Regions from separate parts of the Macaca mulatta genome. Here region 2 is linked to region 1. Evidence: chromatin contacts called from public Hi-C data. All regions are on one chromosome and are shown on one strand. Each heading gives the region's core, a stretch centred on a gene start, on an enhancer-like site or on the middle of the called end of the contact. The rest is flanking DNA. Distances are from core to core; before and after follow the strand shown.

Evidence for each region. Hi-C and Micro-C count contacts between places; a contact is called where the count stands out from the background.
Region 2: a Hi-C map of liver shows a contact between it and region 1, with 4 times the contacts expected there. The contact joins the promoter of COMMD3 here to the promoter of MIR1915HG in region 1. A contact is called at or near these places in 2 of 14 Hi-C or Micro-C datasets (fetal cortex germinal zone and liver).

The regions. Positions count from the first base shown.
Region 1 is chr9:22,963,847-22,969,518 of T2T-MMU8v2.0, forward strand. It overlaps MIR1915HG (MIR1915 host gene), which reads right to left and starts at 2,801. Exons shown (of 4, transcript XM_015146584.3): 1 at 2,291-2,801; 2 at 1,276-1,493; 3 at 1,189-1,273; 4 at 989-1,187. The coding sequence starts at 2,589. The coding sequence ends at 1,133.
Region 2 is chr9:23,770,218-23,775,889 of T2T-MMU8v2.0, forward strand. It overlaps COMMD3 (COMM domain containing 3), which reads left to right and starts at 2,942. Exons shown (of 8, transcript NM_001195447.1): 1 at 2,942-3,093; 2 at 4,434-4,545; 3 at 4,653-4,716; 4 at 4,810-4,844; 5 at 5,187-5,247; 6 at 5,338-5,394; 7 at 5,504-5,563. The coding sequence starts at 2,955.

The DNA.
Region 1 (5,672 bases), core at 1,551-4,050:
CAGAAAGCGAGCTTTTTATTGAGGGGAAACTTAGCTGGGAAAAGTCCGCTCCTAAGTTTGTTTTGGTTTTTCGTCTATTTGCTTCCCAATTTAAAAGGGGCCGTCTGGGCGACAGGCTTGCGGTTTTCACAGTGTAAAACGGATTAGAGGAAAAGCTCCAGCCCCTCTCGACTTTCGCTTGCGGTTTGCAACCCCTGGAGAGGGTCTGACCCCGCGCGGCACTTGCCCAGGCGAGCTTCCCTCGCGGCGGCCAGACCCACTCGCGGACTCGGTTTCCCCGAGGTAGGACCCACTAGGTGGGCCATTGGGCCCCAGGCCTGGCAGGGCGGAGCCTAGGCCGAGCGCCCCGGGGTTGGAGGTTCCCACGGTGCTGGGAAACTGCGCGCCCCAGGTCCGCAGGCAGCCTCCCTTCCCCCGCGCCCTCGCACCTGCCCTCTGCTCAGCCGCTCCCGGTCCTGGGTGTGCGGGAGTCCCGGGGGTCCCTCTCCTGGAAGCAGAGGAGGAATTTGGTGCAAAAGGAAGGGAATTTACTGCGGATGGCACCGGAACCTGGATTGGCTTGTGCGTTTCCTGCTCTGGGCACGTAGGTTTCCCCTAGAAATCTGGAGTTCGCTGAGGACACTTATTTCCAAGAGATTGTGGGTTCACATACACATACCATTTACATACACATACCATAAGTTCACATACACATACCATTAACTTAATACCATTCAGTTAAAAATAAAGAAAAAAGAAAAACTGCACTTCGATCTTCTCCACTTTCCCTGGTGTCACCAAATAAATAAAGCATGCGGACGAGAGTGGGCTGCTGCTGGGGGCTCGAGAGGTGCGCGAGACGAGGTTACCCTGCGGGTCCGCCGCTGCCCCCGGCCTCTAGCACCGCACCTGCCCATGAGTTTGCGAGATAGGAGCGCCGAAGGAGAACCCCGGACCGCCCAGTCTCACCCTAAAAACTTGTATCCAAGAGTCCTACGGTTGTGGAAGTGCCAATCCTCCGCGACCCCTTCCTGCTGGCCTTCTGCTTTTTATAAACGAAAATAAAAGTTTGATTTAGGCTTAAAGAAATGCCATTCTGGTCGTTCCTCCCTGAAGCGAGACTTACGCATCCTTATATACTCGCAGGGAATTTTCAATCTCGCCTGTCGAAATCGCTATCTGGGCATCCGCGGACGAAGTCCTGCAGGTGGTAGGGTCAAGGGATCAAGCAGATAGCAGCAGGGATTAGCACACTCCGGCCGTTCCAGACGGTCAGGCCCACTGCTCGAGGGAAACATGCAGCGATGGAGCCAGGGCTGCGGGCTGCGGACCACGAGAGCCGCGCACGCGGGCTGGGAACCCGGTGGTGCCACCTTAAGAGTAGGGTCGGCGCAGCGGCTGTGGAGACGCCCGGTACCTGCAGGGGGCGCTGCTGTCCCGTGGTTTCTCCCGCGCCGCCGCGTTCAGCGGGCCTGGCAGCTCCGGGGCCCCGGTCCCCGGAGGGGGTGGGGACTCTGGGGGAGGAAGGGATCGAAGTGCAGCCGTTAGGTAAGGAACCCGAGCCCTCCCGGATTTAGAAGCGGCCTCAGTGAGGCGTTTGCAGGAGGGAGCTTTCCATCATTCGGCCGCGAGAGGAAACGTGGGGAGACGCCCTCCCCTACCCCCACTGCCTGCCTTCCTGCCTCCCTCCACCTCCGCTCCCCGACCCCGATCGTGCTTCCCAGACCCTTTGTTCTCGAGGTTGGGAACGGCTGGGTGGGGGTTCCCCGGGGAAGAGGTCCCCCGCGCCACTCGGAGGGGAAGGGACTGCCGCCTGCCCCGCACCCCGGCCCTCCCCGGTGCCGTCCCCCTCTCCCCTGGCCCCTTCCATCGCGTGCTTCCGTTCTCACTCGGACTCCCCCAGCTCCCGAGCTCCGGCTCCCCAGCCTGCACTGTCTGCAAGCCCGCCTGCCTTCCCACCTCCCCGCCACCTCCGAGGTCCCCGGGAAGAGGGGAGGACAGGGAGACGTGTGGGGGAGGAGAAACCATAGAGCCTTCTCGGCGCGGAGCATTCCCAGGGACCCTTCCAGGCCCAACCCCTGGGACCGGCTGCAGAGGCAGGGCTTTCCTGGCGCCGCCGCAGGTCGCAAGGGCCGCCCCCGCCGCGTCGCCCTGGGGCCCACGGGTGCACTGCCCGGGCAACGAGGCAAGGCGCGCCCTCTCAGCGCCAGGACCCAAGACCCCCAGCTGGAGAGAAGGGGACACCGTGGTCCGCGCCCTGGGGAAGCTAATTGCACACGAACGCCCCCCTCTTCCCCGCCCCCCACCGTACCCTCTGCAGCGCCACCCGCGTCGCCTCTCCGCCGTGCGCCACCCTGAGGGCTCCCGCGATTGTATCTTCTTGAGCACAGTTACCAATGCGTTCAGCTTCGTTTCATACTCGGATGGAGGCGTCGCGGAGGGAAGCGAGGGGACAGGGATGCGGGAGTAAGGGAAAGGTGGGGCGGGAAACAGAGCAGAGAGGTGGGAGATGTGGCTGAGGCAATGGCACCGGGCAGCGCCGCCCGGAGTCCCGAGTCCAGGTCCACGAGGCAGGCCCCGGTGCAGCCGCCCCCCGGCCGAACCCTGCATGTCCTCTGTACTGTAGACGCGAGTCCGCGGAGCGCCACTCACACCCCCGTACCCCTGCAAGCTCCCACGGTAGAGGGAGCTCGGCACCAGCCGGGTCACAAAGTAGGTGCCCCCACCACCCACCCCCAGGTGAAGAGGACGCAGCCCGGCGCCGTCAGCTCCAGGCTGCCTGGAGCCCCCTCCGGCCTCTCGGCGTGACCCTGGTCCTCACTGGGCTCGTCGCGAGCTGCGCTAGCTGTTCTTTCAGCAGCGGGTTCCCCAGGACACACCCCGGCCCCACCCCCCGAGAGCTGGCGGCCAGCTCAGGATGCCAGGCGGCCAGGCGGGCGCCCTGCCAAATTCCGCGTTCCTCTCCAGGATACGGGGAGTTGCGTCCCAGGCTCGGGAAAGCCCGCAGTTCGGGCTTGGGACTCGCTTGCAAAGCCCCCTAAGGCGCCAGGGACGCCTCTGCAGGTTGAATTCCTGCTCCGTATCACTTCAATTTTAATTAATCTTTTAAAACACCGCTGTCACGTCGCTTGCAGAAAATTAATCAAACTTGAATCCTTGTTGCATAGCAAGAATTTCGATCCGAGTCTTTTAAAAAGGACTTGACTTTGCAAAGTCACGTCTTTTACAGTTCCCTCATTCCCCCTTTAGCAAGGGAAATATTGCAAAAGTCAAGACATGTTTGTTTGGTTCTTTCTATCTTCAAAATGAAACTTTGCTTATTTCTGATCTTTATTTTCCTGTCTTTGAACAAACAAACAAAAAAACCTAGATAAATTGCCTACGTCGGTTAATTCAAAATATAATTACTTTGAATGATCTTTGTTTAAGAGCCCAGATAAACTAAGATAATCTTAATTTTAATGTGACACGACCCCTATTTTTCCTTGCAAATCATGAGAATAAAGCAGTCATTAATTAATACCAAGATATCTCCATAGAAGATGGTATCCGGTCTCTCTGAGACACTGAAACATCAGTTGTATTAGTAATTGATACTGTATAATTGAACATGAAGATAACCGTCTATTTTTAACCTCCAAGCTTAGAGTTTATTTGGAGATTACTGAGCTCCTAATAATTAATTTTTGTTCCTTCTTACTGCATAAATAATTCTTCTGACTGCCAGTTCCCATGCAATGCAGAGGCTTCTCATTAAAACCTACCCCTCAAAATATAAGATTGTGAAGCTATATTGTGCAGCAACTCCTTCTACTCCATTATTTGTAACATATTTGTTCTATTTCATATCTTCCTGGTACATTTCCTTTGCTGTGATTTTCCTACTAAATATGTGAGAATATAATTATAACATCTTTTACCACAGCTTTGTCTTTCTGTGATCTCTTGGTTCAGTTTAATACACAATAGTTAAGACTTCAATTTTTCAAGTTTCTAAAATTTGAGGATAGTTCCATTGAAGAATCAAAAATACTTGTATAGTGAATTTGCCATGATTATATTCCCAACCTAACACACAGTCCACTTTAACTCACACTTTTCTGTTGTTAAAAATAGACTTTGCTCAAACACATTCCCTTTTTCCAACTTGAGTTGAAGATAGTTCTTACAATTTCCTGGGTTAAATGTACACACTAACACAACCTTTGACATTAAAAAACAAATTCCCCTCCCATGTTGGAGAGAAGTCTTCCAAACAGTTATGGAAATTTAGACTGTAGCTTTAAGGTATCTAATTATTTCTTAGCCTCAGTTATTTTGGGGCATCAATGATCTTCACTTTTTAAGTGGAAAGGGTTATAATATTTTTCTCATATATACAAAAAATTCTCTACTTATTTTTCCGATAAAGTGTCTCCCAAGTATGACATGTTTTATACCACACAAATATTCTTAGTACCTCCACTACCAAATCCATGCATTTTCCTTGTCAGTGCTCTATCTAAAGTGTTGGAAAATATATAGGGTTTCCACTTTTATTTCCCCCTTAGTATAATTAAAACTTTAGGTCAATATATAACAGAGTGATATATATGGAGAGCCACTTGGATTTTATATTTTCCCACTATAATTTGGACTGAAATGGGATTAAAACAGGATCTAGAGTTCTAATCTTGGTTGATGTTTTGGTGTATTCACCGTAATGAGTCCTATTCCCTGGGGTCATGAAGCTCCCAAATGTCAATCAAGCAAACTGATTCAGAAATGCCATTGTTCGACTCCCACGTCACTCGCCTTCCTCTCATTTTATTTAACAATACCGGAGTTCTCTGATCAGTCATTCGGAATATGAGGCATTATCTGGGGAAAATTCACAAAGTGTCTTGATCTTTCTTTGGGAGATACTGTTAAGGGGTTTCCGCAAAGCAAAAAGTGGTTGTTTATATTTCTGTCTTTGGACCGCACTATGGATGGAAAGAACCAATGAATACTGCTTGAAAGAAAATCATACCGTAAATCCGTCAAAAATTAATTCGTCCAGTTGAATGTTACATTTCTATTTTCTATTTTCTTATTGGAAGCACCCTGATTTGTCACCAGAGGAGAAGTATGACCCGATCTGGGTCCAGTTGACATGCCCCCACTTTCAACCCTATTTTCACCACTTAATACTATTAACGTGTTTAGTCTACACTAGTTAACTAGGAATTTATTTGGGGGCGAGGAAGAGCTAACCTTTGCTCCCGGAGTTCTACCCAGCCCACTCAGATACGTCCGGGAGCCTCCGCAACTCGCATTTCCCAGTCGCAACCCTGGGTCATTCCTGCCTCCGTCCCAGCTCCCGGACAATTCCCAAAGCCAAAGGCGTCGAGCGTGCTACCGGCTCCCACCAGCACAAATTAATAATCAGCTTAACTCGTGGAGGCTTTGAGCCCCAGTGCTCCGTTCCCTGAAGCCTCCCAGTGCGGAGCCCGGCTCCTGCGAGGACTTCTTTGGAGGGGGGCAGGGACGGATTTCCTGGGAAAAGCCGTCGCTGGCGTGTTGCACCTAGAGGGCTGTGGGCAAGGAGGAACGCACCAATGTCCCAGTTCTGGGTTCTCAGATCGGGATTCCTCCAAAATCGCGACAGCCGCTTAGGTGTTGGGTGCTTGCGTTGGCAGCACAGAGCGCCAAACTCACGACCCCGCGCGCCC
Region 2 (5,672 bases), core at 1,692-4,191, 810 kb after region 1:
TGTTAGGGAACACAGAGAGAATGGTTTCTTATTTATAGGTAGTTTTAAAAGTGTTTTAAACTTTTTTCTCTGTAGCATGTGAGTAGGCTACAGAGAATAAAACAGATAAAACAGATCTCCACTAGAATATATAATAAATATATAAGCCAGTTAAAACTAGTCTTTGTCTCAATGGCACTTAAACTTATTAAAATTTTTTTTCTCCCCATGGAGTTCCATGAACTCTTCAATCTAAAGGAGTATCTTCCTTCAGCGTTCTTTGCACAAGAGCAAAAGTACTTATACAATCTAAAAAAGAAAATATTTAAATTCATAACACTAACAAATGCAGCAATGAGGCCTGTGGGAAAAGCTGACCACATAGATCCTGCAAAAGCCCTAGCCTATTTAATTGTAATCACAATAAAGGGGCCAATATTAAGTTTGTTTCTAAAAAAAATTAACCAGTTCAAAGGATACAATGTACTTGAAACTTTAAAACATTGTTTAAAAGGGTAACTTCTAGTTCTTCAAATGATTTCTAGATTCTCAAAAAGAAAAATAAATTTATCAGCATTGTCTACCTAATATTTGCAGTTTAGAAGGCAAGATATATTATTCATGTGAAGATGGCTACATCTGTATTTTCTTATTTTCAGTTGCACATAATTGTTCTTTTAAAGAACTTTTTGGGGCCAAAGTTAGTTTACTGGCTTTGAGCCTGCAGTTTAGTCAAAGTTCCAATGCTGTTTTCAGTGAGTAAAGCAAAATTTTAAACAGTATTTTTCATACTTTCAGAATATATTCATATGTAGTTTTTCTAATATAAAACGCATTGATTTTTATGGCTGCAACCAAGAGAGTCTACATCTGGGAGTCATGCCTTTTGATAATCATACTTCCATGTATTTCAATGGCTTGTCAAAGACACACATGTTTGAAACACTCAATCCTGTGCCTCCTTCAAAGGAAGTTTAAATAAATATAACTGTAGTAGGAAAATTCAGTTTTTCTAGCATTAGAACACACTATGGTGAAAATTTTTGTGCGAGCTTAAAATGTGCCCATCATTTAGGCCTAACACATGAATATACTTAGGCCTAAGAGGACAAAACATCCTAAGAGAAAGTACTCATACATGGGCAACAGAGTAACATGACAGCTATTATGGAAACAATACTTGTGAATTTCCTAACTTTTATGCCCACAAATTCACAACCACTTGTGTTTATTTTTCTCTTTTAAAATAATATTTTAAAATCTATCCCCATGATTAATACTGTTTTTTGACACTAAAATTGAGTATTAAGAGTTATCAACTCAAATCTATTAGTATTAATAATCAGTGTTACACTAGGTCATAAATACATGTGTAATAAACGTAATAAGCTTGGATGTTAATATTGTTGAACATTTACACAACTCTGTCCTATTTATTCTCTATGTAATCAGATATCATGAAGTTTTTCAACTGACATTTTATTACTGATGAGAAACAAATCAGGAAGAAGATGAGTGATGGGAAGAAAAGATGAACATGATTAATAGGTGTTTGTTTCATAAAGACTCTAGGGAGACTTTTAAATCCTTCACTGCTACTATATTCTCACCGAGTGAACAGCCACTGCACGTGCCTTTTAAAGCTTTCAAAGGAGGGCTGAGTAGAGTTACTCAATTTGTTACTGATGCTGTTACTCCATTTGCATCCTGTTGTGAAATGAGGTACTCTTTATGTATTGGTGCCAAGATAAATGGCGACTATATCCATCAAACATTTTTAAAATAGACATCTAAGTTAGAAAAATAAAAGAATATTTCACTTTGGGTCTAATGTAGCAAATAATCGCTCCTGAAGACTAAAACATCTTTGTTGTTCCGCATCCCTTCCCTCCACCCTTCAAGAACTTGTATTTTTTAACTTTTCAAGTTCTCTTGATTAAAAATGCCTAACTACTTTGCTTCACGGGTTTTTTAAAGAATCATTCTTGTTCTCTAAACCAACTTCGTAGAAACAGAGAGGAAGTTAAACTTTATACAGTATTCGAATCTTTAAAGGTATGAGCATCCTAAACAGTAATTCACTTCTAATAAAGATCTTGCCATTCCTAACTGTACTTTACTAAGGTAGCTGTTTAATAAAAACATATTTATGCAGATTCTATACAGCAACTAAAACTGGACCCACAGATGTAGTGAGTAGAGTAGCACAAAATGTGTATGGCAGTTGGCATTTATTTGCAGCGGCATATAAAATTGTTAATAATCCTGTCAAATCTGTTCATAATCCGATTGCTGGAGTGCAGTGCATACAGGAACTCTATGTATGTGTGCATGTGTACACACCCCCCATGCACGAAGGACTCTACTGCCGTATTCCAGAAATGACAAAGAAAAAGTAAAAATAAGCAAGAATCACATAATTAGATGTCTTACAGTCTCATAAAAGGGCAGTGCTGCGAGGTTAAGCTGGTGAGCTAAAAAACAAACAAAACAAACAAAAACCCACAAAAACAAACAAAATCCAGTTGCCTGAGATCGGAGCTCCCCGCAGGATTCGCGCAGAGCGAGGAGCGGGGAGGGCGCAGTTTGCGGGAGGCGGGGGCCGGGATCCCGACACCGTCCGCCGTCTCCCCGGGATCTCTCAGGGAACCGAGCTGGTGACCGTCCGAGGTAAGCGCTAAGCCAAGGAGAAAGCGCCCGGCGCGTCCACAAAGCGCCCGAGGCCGCCCTTCTCGCCAAGGCTCGGCAGATCCCGCGGCCTGCGCTGGACAAGGAAAGGCTGGACCGAAACGGTGGGAGGCGGCAGGCGGCTGCTGGGGGCGCGGGACTTGCGCGCGGACGCGGAGGCGGGCGGGGACGCCCCGCAGCCCGCGCCGCCGCCAGCCGCCCCGAGCCGCGTGCGCGCGCGGCCGCATCAGCTGAGCGCGCGGCGCGTGTCACGTGGTGTGCGTGTCGAAGGTCACGGCGCGCTCACAATGGAGCTCTCCGAGTCTGTGCAGAAAGGCTTCCAGATGCTGGCGGATCCCGGCTCCTTCGACTCCAACGCCTTCACGCTTCTCCTCCGGGCGGCTTTCCAGAGCCTGCTGGACGCCCAGGCGGACGAGGCCGTGTTAGGTAAGCCGCTCGGCTCGGCTCGGAGCTGGATCCGCCGGGGTGGAGGGGCGCTCGAAGAAGAGGAGCCGGCGGAGCGAGAAGGGGAAAGCCCCGGGAAGAGGAAGTCTCCGGGCTTTGCCCTTCGCTCCGGACGGAGTGTTGGGGACGTGGCTCTGCTAGGACTCGGAGCAGACCCTGAGCATTGTTTTGGCCCCGCTTGGCACCTGCATAGAGCCAGCTCCACGTTCCTGGCCCGGTTTCCCTCCCAGTCTCTTTGTTCTTTTGTAAAGCCCGTGTTCAAATCTTGTTTGTGGCCTAAACATCTAAGGTGTTTAGCCTTGTCTGAGGCTGCGGCTGTTTTGACAGTTGGACTTCATCTGGGGAGCTCCCTGCAATTCAAGCTTCCAGGGCTAGGCTAGCAAAGGTTTAAAAGGGTCTGTTTCCGAAGTAATTACTAGGTCAGATAGTGTCGACATTTGCCAACTTAGAGCATACCTCAAGTTGCTGTGATCACTCCAGCGCTCTAGTTCAGCATGTTTTACTCAGGTTCTACACCTAGAACCTTAAACTATGATGCACAATACTTTGTTCCGCCCCAGTTACCAGGATGCGAGTGTCTTTTAAGCGATCTGGTCAGTGACTGCGGAGGTGCAGTGTCAGTCTGGATTGAAGACATATTTTAAGACAGATCGCTTTTAGATGATTTTCTTAAATATAAATATCCCAACAATTCAAATTTTTGTTTTTTTTCTGTAGTTTCATGAACTAAACACTTGTACAAAAAGTATGAAAGTGGAAGTTCTTTAAACGAAAATAGTAACCACCACCTGGGTTAATCTCAAAAAAAAAAAAAAAAAGGATAACTGTCAAACCCTGAAAGTACTACTATAATTTTGAAATTTGTATTTTATATTCTGAACTCATGCCTTACCTTCTACCCCCTTGATGTGTTGTTCATGGAGCCAGTTACCCTAAGCTCGTCATTTTTAGGACGGAAGTTTATTCTAAAATTGACACCATGTAAAATATTTATCTTGTTTTTCCTTTGAATTTACCCCAGTGTTAGAATGACCATTGCATTGTAATATTTTCTTTGGGGGCTATAATATTTTTAATAGTAAAAATATTAAGGCAAAGTAAGTTAATTGAAACCAGTAATAGTAGAGTTCTTGATGTGTTTTTATTGTTTTTCACTTGACCTTGTTGCTCATCTCATTTACTTATAATTATGACTGTCCTTATAGTTGAATTTTTTTTATCTTGTTAAAGGGTTTTTAAACCCAAATTAAAATATTCTTTTTAGGAACATGACTATAAAGAATTTATTATCATAGGCATCACTGGAAGTTAATTTATTTTAGATCATCCAGACTTGAAACATATCGACCCAGTGGTTTTAAAACATTGTCATGCAGCAGCTGCAACTTACATACTAGAGGCAGGAAAGCACCGAGCTGACAAGTCAACTCTAAGGTACAGGATTTATTTAAATATCCATTTATTTTCAAATGCTACCTTTATGATTTCAATTTCAGTTTTAAAAATGGAGACAGAACTTTGGCTTTTTTCTTTTCTTCTAGCACTTATCTAGAAGACTGTAAATTTGACAGAGAGCGAATAGAACTGTTTTGCACGGAATATCAGGTTACTTTAAAATTTTTAATTAACAGTGACTATTTTTCTTTTACTCTATTTGTAAAGATCTGTTTTTTTTCTCTCTTTCTTTTTCCTCTCCAGAATAATAAGAATTCCCTAGAAATCCTACTGGGAAGGTAGGTACTGTGTAAGGTGTCAAGCTGAGGCACTTTTCACTTGCAGGTATGAATGGAGAGTGTTGGTGTGAAACAAGATCTTCGGGATCTTGACCCAAAGAAAAAGAGCCAAAGGGCACGTCAAACAATTGAAGTTAAGCTAATGTTTTTAAAGATAAAGTTTATTGAGATGATTTTCAAATGCTTTTTTACCATTCAGAATTTAAAAGTAAAGTTTAACAATGGTTTAAATTGAGAATGGATTAAAATGGAGTTGGGGGTGGAAAGTAGACCCATTCTTAGTAAATAACTGAAAAGTTCTTCTGTAGAGACTATGTACAAAATTATCATTGCATCTTTCAGCATAGGTAGATCTCTCCCTCATATAACGGATGTTTCTTGGCGCTTGGAATATCAGATAAAGGTAAAGTTTAACCAACTTCTCTAGGGCGGATCAGGGAACTTCTTAAAACACAGAGTTAAAGGCTGTTACGTGTTTGTTGTGTTATTTTAGACCAATCAACTTCATAAGATGCACAGACCTGCATATTTGGTGACCTTAAGTATACAGGTATTTATAGATAAGTCTTACCCAATAATGAAATGTGTAATGAAATTTATAATTTCATTGATTTAAATAAACAGCGTTTTTTGTTGCGTGTTTTTTTTCCCTGCCCTAGAACACTGATTCCCCATCCTACCCAGAGATTAGTTTTAGTTGCAGCATGGAACAATTACAGGTACAGTATTAGGATCTATAAATATGCCTGTCTTTTTATAAATGTTTACTTGAGAGTTATACTCTTGGACAGTTCAAAATAAAATTAACCATCTGTCAGCAGATAATGA